2 separate regions of the Zea mays genome follow, and region 1 is linked to region 2. The links are chromatin contacts, called in public Hi-C maps. All regions are on one chromosome and are shown on one strand. The core of a region is the stretch at or near the end of the contact, and the rest is flanking DNA. Distances in the headings are between cores, read along the strand shown. Region 1 holds the start of LOC100501846 (putative RING zinc finger domain superfamily protein). Region 2 holds the start of LOC100285425 (calcineurin subunit B).

Region 1 (5,359 bases), core at 40-2,539, 220 kb after region 2:
CGTTTCCTACAATATCCACCTCCACCCCTATTCGACTCTACGGTGTCTAGATCCGTCTTGAGTGGCCTGCCGATCCCAAGACGACCCTAGGATCTCACCCCTCCGGGGGGAGGCAAGATCTAGTTGTCCATCCAAAACCTCTTCCTCGAATTGATCTCTTAATTCCTAGGCGACTTCACGTCGTCTGGGGACGCCCCGGGTGACCTGTCGACCCAGAGCACCTTAAGATATTTCCCCCCAAGGGGACGGGATCTAGATTCCAGCAAGAAGGAGGAAGACGGCTCTGTCGCCAGGTCGCGGACCGTCCGGCCCTAGGGCGCGGACGGTCCGGCCGTCAGACAGGGAACCCTAGCCTCGCGACAGGTCGCGGACCGTCCGCGCATGACCAGAGAGCACCGCCGCTGGTTCTTGTTGAGTGATTGACGCCCTAAAAAAGTGTCAACAGAAATACAACAATTTTTTTTGCAGAAATTGGTGTGAAATGTTCCTTCTCCGCATTTTGATTTGAGTTACATCGGTAATTTACCTATATACTAGATTAGAATAATTACCGTGATTCCGGTACAAGTATAGACACAAGTTTAAATTCAGCATAAGCCGAAGAGAGCAAAAAAAATGGTGAGTAAAACAATGTCCTTTAATTTCGTCGCAGGCTGTTTACAGCAGTTTCAAGAGACTCTTCAGTCTTCACATCCTTCTTGTATCACTACATATTCAGTTAGATTTCTAACTATTGATCATCATACCCTCTATTTCGAGTTCCCCACTCGAAATAAAAATAGTGAGAGTGGCTCTCCAGAGTGCATGCGAAATATATAGAAATTGTCGGAGGATGAAAAGATATGTAGGAAGTGATTTTCACTTAAATGTCTCTTCAGTTGAGTATATTTAGCGAGAGTGGACTCGATAAAGACTATTGAGGACGCGCTTTTATAGAAAGCAGAAAGGAAAAGAAAGCATCTTTTATGTACAAAGCAGAAAGGAAAAGAAAGCAGAATATTACGGTGCTGAGGATGGGGATTTCCACTGGTGTAAAACAACCCCAGATTTGAGACGGTACAGTGAAAATTAGCGGTAGTTGGATTTATTTTTATCTTATATAGTGTTCGGTTGTCAATATTTTTCCTGGCGCAGATGGCGTGAAGGTCAACTTTGGCTGGGACGACGATAAATCACCACAGGTTATTGCTGTCCACAAGGCAATTAATCTAGCGAACTGGCGATAAATAAAATCCAAAAGCGAAAAATACAAAGCGACGTCCCGGCCCGGCCCCGCACGCACGGCACTTCCCAGCGATTTCCTCGTCCTCTCTCTCTCTCTCTCTCTCGCGCTCCCTCTCCCACTCGACGGAGGAGAAAGGGGGGAAAGCAATCGGAAGCGCGAGCCGGCGAGCGAGATGGGCGCCGGGAGCAGCCGCGCGGACGCGCCGTCGCGGCGCCGGGCGCGCCTCGGCCTCGGAGGGTGCTTCGGGACCCGATCCTCCTCCTCCCCAGCCGCCGCCGCCGAAGCGCACGACGGCGGGAGCTTCACCTTGGCCGGGTCCTCCTCCTCCAGCGCTATCGAGGTACTAGTCCCGGTACCCGCGCTGCGTCGTCGTCTGGCGTCCCGGGATGCCGGAGGGCGCCGGTAGCTCCGGCACCGGGGGCCGGAGTCCAGGCGTCGGCTGCGGATTAGTCTGTAACGGAGGTGCGGATTCGCCGCGCGGAATCGATGGTCGTGGGCTCGTGGCTCCCGAGTCCCGGACAGCTTCCCGCTAGGTGGTGAGATTGGAGAGCGTGGGGATTAGTCTCTGACGAGGTGCGGATTCGCATAGCTGATAGCTGTATGGGGGGCCAAGCAGAAACTTGATTACTTTTGGAGGTTTGAGGTGGTAGTACTGCTCTTGTTCGGTTATCGTATGATATGATGATAAGTCTGGGGCGGCTAGCTAATGCTCTGAAACTTTCGTGGTCCTTCAACCTTCACTGATTCATTACATATATCTCGGACTTGAAAAGCATAGCTAATTGCGTTTGGTCTTATCATGCGCCCTTCCATCACGCACATGACTGTAGAATGGATGGCTCCCAAAGTTCATATGTGCATTAAGGCCTTGTTGGGTTGCATGGTGATTGGAAGGGATTAAATCCATTTCTATTTAATTTTGACTAGCAGGGGATTTAATTCCTGTCAATCCACCCCTAACCCGAACAAGCCTAAGGGGCTGGGCCTCGAAGTGACAAATTAAAGCAATTTTGTGGAATCTGGAACGTTTTGTGTGTTTTTCCTGGTGTTTTCTGTTAGCGATACACTGCATTTTGTCCCCATGCACTGTTTCCATGCTGGTATTTGATGTCAGCAAGGTATTGTCTACAGGTACAATCAGGGCGACCAGTACGTGCCCTGAATTTTCAGGCTTCTCTAGCTGCTAAGGATCTCCAGATTTCCACCGCGTCAAGTCCAAGGCTGCATTCCTCTTCAAGTACCATAAGCCATCACCTCAGATTCAATCACCTCAATTGCCATGAAAACAAGGAAGATGGCCTGGGGACTGAAAATGCTGAAACAAGTGGCCTTGAAAGCTCATCTAGGAAGGCTGTCATGGTTAGGGGAAGTTTCAGTAATGAAGCTGTTAATAGTGATATGTCAGGAGAAGGGATAAGTTTTATAGGATCAGAGCTGGAAAATATTCCTAGCACAGTCTCCACTAATGAAACTGGTGGCTCAGCCGCTGAATCTGGTTTGGGCCCCTCATTGATGGCATCTGAAAGGATCATGTCTGACTTAGAAGGAGAGGTATCTCCGCAAGGGACCTCATCCACAACTGCCATGACAAGTGAAAGATCAGATGTATCTCAAGCTAGCTTAACATCTATGTTTCCTAACTCTTCAATTGCATCATCTGTGATTGTGGAACCAATGCCAGATCCAATCTCTACCAGGGCAGATGTCCCCATATTCAGTGGGCCACATGGTGAGCCTGGAGGGAGTATATTACATGATGACATGATGAGCATTTTCTCAAATGACGGTCTAGGACGCTCTAGGGATTCTAGCAGCAGTGAAACAAGGAGGAGTCACAGAAGGATTCTATGGGACACGTTTTCCAGGCGTGGCTCAAGAGGTTATCCAGAATTTGATGCTGATGACCTCGGATTTTACAGCACATGGCTAGACCTTGGTGATGACATTTTTGAAGAGTTGGGGGAATCAAGATATTTTCATCGCAGGCGACATGGTTCGATCAGAGTAAGCCAGTATTCAAGATCCCGGGTAATTGTTATGCCTGCTTTGCCGTATATTTTTCCTGATATGGATTTTGCTGATCCATCTCATGGTCACACCTTTTTTTTTGTTACAGATTAGGGAGCATCGCCGTGCTGTTTTTGATAGTGGTAATGAACAAGGCACTGCTGCATGTCCTTTGGGGATTCATCAAACTGGCCGATGCACATGTGATTCTTTCTTGGTTGCTGAAGAATCTAGTGCCCGAGCAAGTATATCAAGAATTGTCATGTTAACTGAAGCGTTATTTGAGGTATTCTTTCTTTTGCGTTCGGGGCAGGGGTTCGGGGGTTTTCTCGACCTGTGTGAGAAGGTCTTCTTCTTAATACAATGCCCGGGGGCTGTCTTACCCCCCGCAGGTCGAGTTTTTTTTTCTTTTGCGTTCATTTTATTATCATTAACATTAACATTCTATATGATGATGACATAATAAGTGGCATAACAGAGAATATAGGGGGCATAATCTTTTAACTGTTGTTGTGTGTTTGATGATGTTTTATCATTTGCATATGGTATTCTAACAACTTTTAAGACTAAACTCCAGTTCCAGACTTTAGTCTTTTAATGTTATAACCTACTCTGGCCAATTTGAATTGGTGTTAATCATGTTTTGCTGTAGTTTTGAAATTGCATAACTTTCACCAAAAAAACATGAGTATAAGATGCCAGAAGAACAAACTAGTACCCCCAAAAAAAACTTAGGTCACTTCATGATAACCGATTTTTTGTGAGTCCAATGCACATAAAGAAAGTTTGGAGACGATCATTTGATGGTCCAGGCATGCTCGAAGCACAGCAAATAGAACATTTCTAAAAGTAAAGTTGTACATTCCTTATGAAAATTCAGAGGAAATTGTTGGCAGTGTATGAACTATGGAATCCATTGCTATTGTCGTGTTTTCGTTATACTACTAGTTACTACTCTAGCTATGTAGTGATGGCCTACACAATTCTTTTCAGGTGTTGGATGAAATTCACCGTCAACCTGCATCACTTTCACTTTCCATGGTCTCTGTTCAGGCTCCTGAATCTGTAGTCAATTCGTTGCCGTGCAAGAGCTACAAAAAGCTAGAGGCACCCCAACGCAGTGATGATATGGAACAGTGAGCTTCTCATCATTATAACCTCTATAAATTTCCTAAGACGTATATATTTTGCAGAAGAAAACAGATCCATACCGATAAGATTTGTATCGTACATTCTTCATTATAATTGTGAGAGTTGATTTGAAAGGAAAACACTTTCCTCTAGGATATTTTGGTATCTCAACAGCTGCGACCACCACGCACAGTGTAGCTGCCTGCTGGCTAGCCCTGTTCCTTTTGTTTTCCACTCCCCCCACCCCACCCCACACACACAGAGACTTTTGGGGGTTTCTGAGATGCTGAATGTAGCATATCATTGTTCTTTCTCGTCAGGTGCCATATCTGCCTAACTGAATATGAGGATGGAGACCAGATACGAATTCTTCCTTGCAAGCACGAGTTCCACCTGCAATGTGTTGACAAATGGCTGAAAGAAATACACAGGTATCCATCCTGATTTGGTTTGTTCAGTTCTGCTATGCATTTGAATACTGGCACAGGAAGCATTTGGGATCCCCTTCCTCAACGTTTCCTGTCGTCGCACTGCTGCAGGGTGTGCCCTCTGTGCCGCGGAGACGTCTGCGAAGTCGCCTCGTGAAGACCTTGGCGCTGCCATCCCTTCCTCACGGCACCGGCAGATAGCGCATCCCCCGCCTGCTCCGTTGTTGAAGCTGGTTTGGTCAGGCAACGGCGATCACGTCCCGTCAATCTGGGCGTCCCTGCCGAAGAGCGTGGCCAGATCCTGCGACCAATGCGTCGCTGTTCCTGCCATCAACTTTTTAAGATACCGAGACTGTATATAGCTCTTGTAGCCTCTCCGTGTATGACAACCTGTACATATATATGTAAATTCTAGATTCCAATGTCCATTATTTTGTCCTACATTCAGATCTTATTCTCGCAGCCCTGATGCTCAAACTAGCTTTACCAGAATCTGTCAACACCTCTTCAACTATAAAAAGGTATAATTATTGCAGAATGACCCCAAATATCAGACGCTTCCGATTAA
Region 2 (4,768 bases), core at 174-2,673:
ACTAAAAGGTCCGTGCCGTGCCGTGCCAGTGCCGTGCCAGTGCCGGCCCGTCGTGTTAGTGCCATTTGGCCAACTATATTCATGACATGTCGCATAGTCGTATCAGACTACACGTGTACACTTATATTTTTCACAATAATGAGAGAAATAATTTTAATGCCTGTCATGATCGCATCTACTGAGCACACTACTCCAATTTGTGTACACAGTGTCACAGTATATGTGGATAGATGATGTCCGATAGAGTCAAGACGTAACAGTTCTTTATAGCGGTAAGAAATGGTTAGTGATGCAATGACAGTGACTGACTCTAATCTACTCTCTCTTTCTGACCTTTGTTCTTTGAGATACATATAAGCAGTTAACGTCGGTGCAAAGCACCCGGCTGACTGAAAAGACCAATTTTTGTTCGCACATTTTTCGAGAACACTTACACACCTGCACCATTGTCCACAACATAGAGGACATTGCCAACTTCCTGTCATACAAAACACAAACAAATGTCTTTGGTGAGATTATTCTTTTCCTAACAATATAGATGTGGTGTGTATATATTGCCAAAGAAAACTTTCCAAATGGTCATAACAAAGTAGCACACCCTTGAAAATGGAGTAAAGGATTCATTCACTGCATCAAAAACAACGTAGACAATACCACGCTATAACACGCAATCTTCTAACAAAATATGATCCAAACAAAATACCCAGTGAGGCCCTCTATTCAAGAGATGAGAAAAAGCAGAAATACATACACCTCGCAGGCACATTGTGAGAAACAAAACTACATGAGCACATAATGATAGTAGAAACCGTAAGCCTGTTCGCTGAAACATTCTCCTGTTGTTGATATCTACCAGACGGCCTCGTTCTGCTCTTGTGGATTTCTGAAACATTCTCGTCGTCGCGATTGACTTGCAACCAATGGCTCCGACACGTCACCAATCAATGCTCAGACAGCGGAGGTGGTGAGACGGACACAAAGCAAACGTAGGGCTTTATTTGTTGCTGCAGTTACCTAGATGTGAGTAATTAATTAGTGTGGATTTGCTAACTGGTTATCAGGCATTTTGATGGACGCAAAGCAGGCTTTGGTCGTCTGCGAATGCGATGGTGCTCCGGAATCCGGATTGGCAAGATATCTTGTCCGGTGAGGATTACATGATGACATAATTATTATTGCTCCCGGGGTGACTATAATTACTTGCGGTTAGTTTTTACTCATCTGTCTCTAGATCTACACCCAATTTGGGTGACCAATTTCCCAACGAAGAAGGAAAATACGGCAAGGGCAGCAGCAGGCCCGCGTATATTTATTTTCTTTTGGGACCAACCCAACCCAGCCCAGTAGTAAAGAAACCCGTGAGGCCCACGACACGTCAGCCAATAAATGAGCCCGCGGTGGCACCTGGCACTGGCAGGCAGAGGCTCGGTGTCTCCGGCAACCGGGAATTTTGGCATGAGAATATGCGGCCGTGGCGTGGCGTCGTCTGTGACTGTCGTCCCGTGCCCTCGCGTCCCTTTCCCTTCTTCCCATCCACGCCAGCCAAGTTCACCGCCGCGCTCTTCGGCGGCAACTACTGTTGGATCGTAGGGCGAAGGAAGGAAGGAAGGGGAGCCATGGGAAACGCGTCGTCCATGCTGACCCAGTACGACATCGAGGAGGTGCAGGAGCACTGCAGCTACCTCTGTAACTACCTCGCCGCGCGCCCCATGGACGATCCGATCCTTGGCCCCCTTCTGTTTCTCTCTCTCTCCCACAATTTGGTTTCTTCTCTCTACATCTACTATATATACATATTGTGTAGATAATTAATCGTTGGTGTTTCATTTGATTCTCGAGCAGTCTCGCAGCAGGAGATCGTGTCGCTGTACGAGCGCTTCTGCCAGTTGGACCGCAGCGCCAAGGGCTTCATCTCCGAGGACGAGTTCCTCTCCATCCCCGAGTTCTCCCTCAACCCGCTCTCCAAGGTGCCTCCCACTACCCGCTCCCTCTCGTTCATGCTAAGTTTCATGTGGTTTTATTTTTTCAGGCTGAGCTGATTGTTTTTTGTATGTCCCATTACCTTTCCATTTCATTGTCAATTTATGCTGGCAGTTATGTACAGTACAACTGTTCTGGGATTGGTGCTGTTGCTACAGATTATTGTACTTCCCTCCTTTTCCTTTTTGTTTGCATATCTGGCCTCGGAGAGCTGCCAATTTACAACATTCCCTCGGAGAGCTACTGAATATAAACCATTTTGTCCTCTTGTGAATCTGAAACCAAACGAAAAAAAGGGAAGGTAAATAAAACATCTAATCAAACAAGCTGCTCGCCACTTTAATTATAGCTTAAGGCCATGGTTAGGGGAGCTGTAGCCTTTCCATAAGCATCATCTCCTGGAGATGCATCATGGGAAAGCTGCTCCGAGTGAGCTTCTATACTTTCAGTATACAGTTGAGGTTTTGGTGCTTTTGTCTGCTTGAAGAAGCAATCCTGTTTGGGGACCTTCTGCATTTTGAGCTCTCTTGGGAAGCAAAAGTTGCTAGAAACTCTGCCAAACATGGCCTCATCCACATCAGTCGCACTATCTGGGTCTGGGCAAAGCTTGGTTGGGTTTCCTCTGTATCTGCTGCCTTGCTGAAGAACAGCGTCAGTTGTGCTTGCCATAACAACTTGACCGATAGGATACACGGCTACAACACTAGGCATGCTACTGTCTCTAGATACCATAAGTTACATGACAAAGCTCTGCCAGGACAAACGGTGTACTGCTCCAGTTGATTCAACCAACGTCTTGCTCATCTCGAGTGATGGTTTTGAGTATCTTTTTTTTTCTTCAGAGGTTGCTCCGTATGGTTGATGGGTTGAACTTCAAGGATTTCGTTGCGTTTCTTTCTACATTCAGTGCAAAAGCCAGCCTTCGTCAGAAGATCGAGTGTAATACCTGACTGCCATAGCGTTTGCATTTCGTTGTTTTCTTCCTACTTATATCAAAAGCACGTAGGTGTTGCATGATGAAGTTCTCATGATTACTCACTTCCTCAACGTTTTTCTTTGTCTGTTTGGTGAAGCAGTTATATTCAAGGTTTATGACATCGATGGCAAGGGAAAAATTACCTTCAAGGATCTGCTAGAGGTTTTACGGGACCTAACAGGGTCATTCATGTCCGAGGAACAAAGAGAGGTGCTTATTATATATCTAAATTGGCCGTGTGGTTTTTATACGGAATTGTGCAATATCAGCGTGAGACATATCATATTGACGTCTTGCAGCAAGTGGTAACTGAAGTTCTGGAAGAAGCAGGGTACACGAGGGATTACGCATTCTCGCTTGAAGATTTTATCCAGGTGCAGAAATCCTTTTCCGTGTCCATATATCTGTTTTCCCTCCCTCTGAACACATGCAAGAGAATTGCGTGTTGCTGTATTGATAGCCTAGGTAGAAACAATCCACGCAAAAGCACGTTTTTTTCTATTAAGAGGGCAAAGGCGTTAGTAAAGCCAAAATCCACCGCTGTATCATATCATAGGCTATTTGCATATTCTTCGATGTCTATTGCGGTTCCATATCCATCTACAAGCCTTGTGGCCGTCTTATATGTCGGTAGCACGTCTGAGAATGTGTTCTTGTGGCTGTTGTTTCAGATCATCGACCATCCTGGCCTTAAGATGGAGGTGGAAGTGCCAATCGACTAGTGAAATGTGGAAAACAAGCTTCCGGTTTTGTCTGCAGAACATGGTTAGTGTCGTGTAGCAGGGCAATATGACCGTTCACTTTCGTCATCTTCTTTGTTTCCGGTCCACTTGCCTAAACTTTTGTAACCTTTGTTGACTTGGCCTTTTCGAATATATCAAAAACAAAACAAATTTTGCCCTGCTACTTGGAGTGAACGATCTTTGTCGTTTTATAGGAAGTTTTCTTGGTCCTGGGGGACGAGTTTTTTTTTTTAACCGAACCGAAAGACAGACGGGAAGCAGAATATGAGGCCCATCCCTGTAGGCGGATGCATTAATGATGTTAATTTGACCCACGTAAGTCTTGGCCCATCCAATAATTCAAATCTTGGGTCCGATACTAAGGCCCATCCACTGGAGACCAGTACCCTTTCCGCCTTTCGCGGAAGCTGTGTGAAATAGAACAAAGTAAAACTCACATTCTTAAGTTAGAAGAGTTTGGCCACACGGTTCTAGCGAGCGTCCTAAAACCCAAGTTTAAAAGTCTCTTCACACAACTGCAAAGTGCAGTGCAGTCCTAAACTGTCTGCAAGGCACATGAGCCATCAGGCATGGCTTCCATTGCGAATTTGCGAGGCAACTGTCGCCTTTTCTGCTTTCTCAACCAAAACGACAGAGACATAGAGAAAAATTCGAAACCTTTTTTTTCCTTTTATTATTTTCATCTCCACTTTCCTCCCCTTTGCTCACACATTATCCGAACACTTGTTTCCCAAACAATGACAAATCGCACACCTTTCAGCCTCGCAGCTTTACTTCACGCACGGACAGGCGAACAAGCTTCGCCGTTCGCCCGGATTTATCCGAACCTATGATACACACCAGGAAGGAAAAGGCTGGGGTGTAAAAATTCTAGCTACAGGCAGGAGCGTAGAAGCCGGGGATGTGAGCGAACACGATCGAGTAAGGGCCCACGGACCACGGTTACCGGCTGCGTTCCATCCACCCGCACGGGCTCCAGCTCTGGGATGTCCCCGTCGGCGTCAGTTGCCAGAACATGGCCGTTCAGCAGCACCTGCTGGCTCTGCAGATCGCCGTCCTTGGGAGCGAG

What was found. Hi-C and Micro-C count contacts between places; a contact is called where the count stands out from the background.
Region 1: a Hi-C map of leaf shows a contact between it and region 2, with 6 times the contacts expected there. The contact joins the promoter of LOC100501846 here to the promoter of LOC100285425 in region 2. A contact is called at or near these places in 4 of 25 Hi-C or Micro-C datasets (ear, leaf and tassel).

What each region holds. Positions count from the first base shown.
Region 1 is chr4:178,670,918-178,676,276 of Zm-B73-REFERENCE-NAM-5.0, forward strand. It overlaps LOC100501846 (putative RING zinc finger domain superfamily protein), which reads left to right and starts at 1,290. Exons shown (of 6, transcript NM_001196494.1): 1 at 1,290-1,565; 2 at 2,357-3,229; 3 at 3,342-3,518; 4 at 4,226-4,368; 5 at 4,684-4,794; 6 at 4,903-5,231. The coding sequence starts at 1,398. The coding sequence ends at 4,948.
Region 2 is chr4:178,451,757-178,456,524 of Zm-B73-REFERENCE-NAM-5.0, forward strand. It overlaps LOC100285425 (calcineurin subunit B), which reads left to right and starts at 1,424. Exons shown (of 6, transcript NM_001158318.2): 1 at 1,424-1,686; 2 at 1,843-1,967; 3 at 2,823-2,919; 4 at 3,057-3,166; 5 at 3,256-3,330; 6 at 3,628-3,891. The coding sequence starts at 1,617. The coding sequence ends at 3,678. It also overlaps the pseudogene LOC103654167.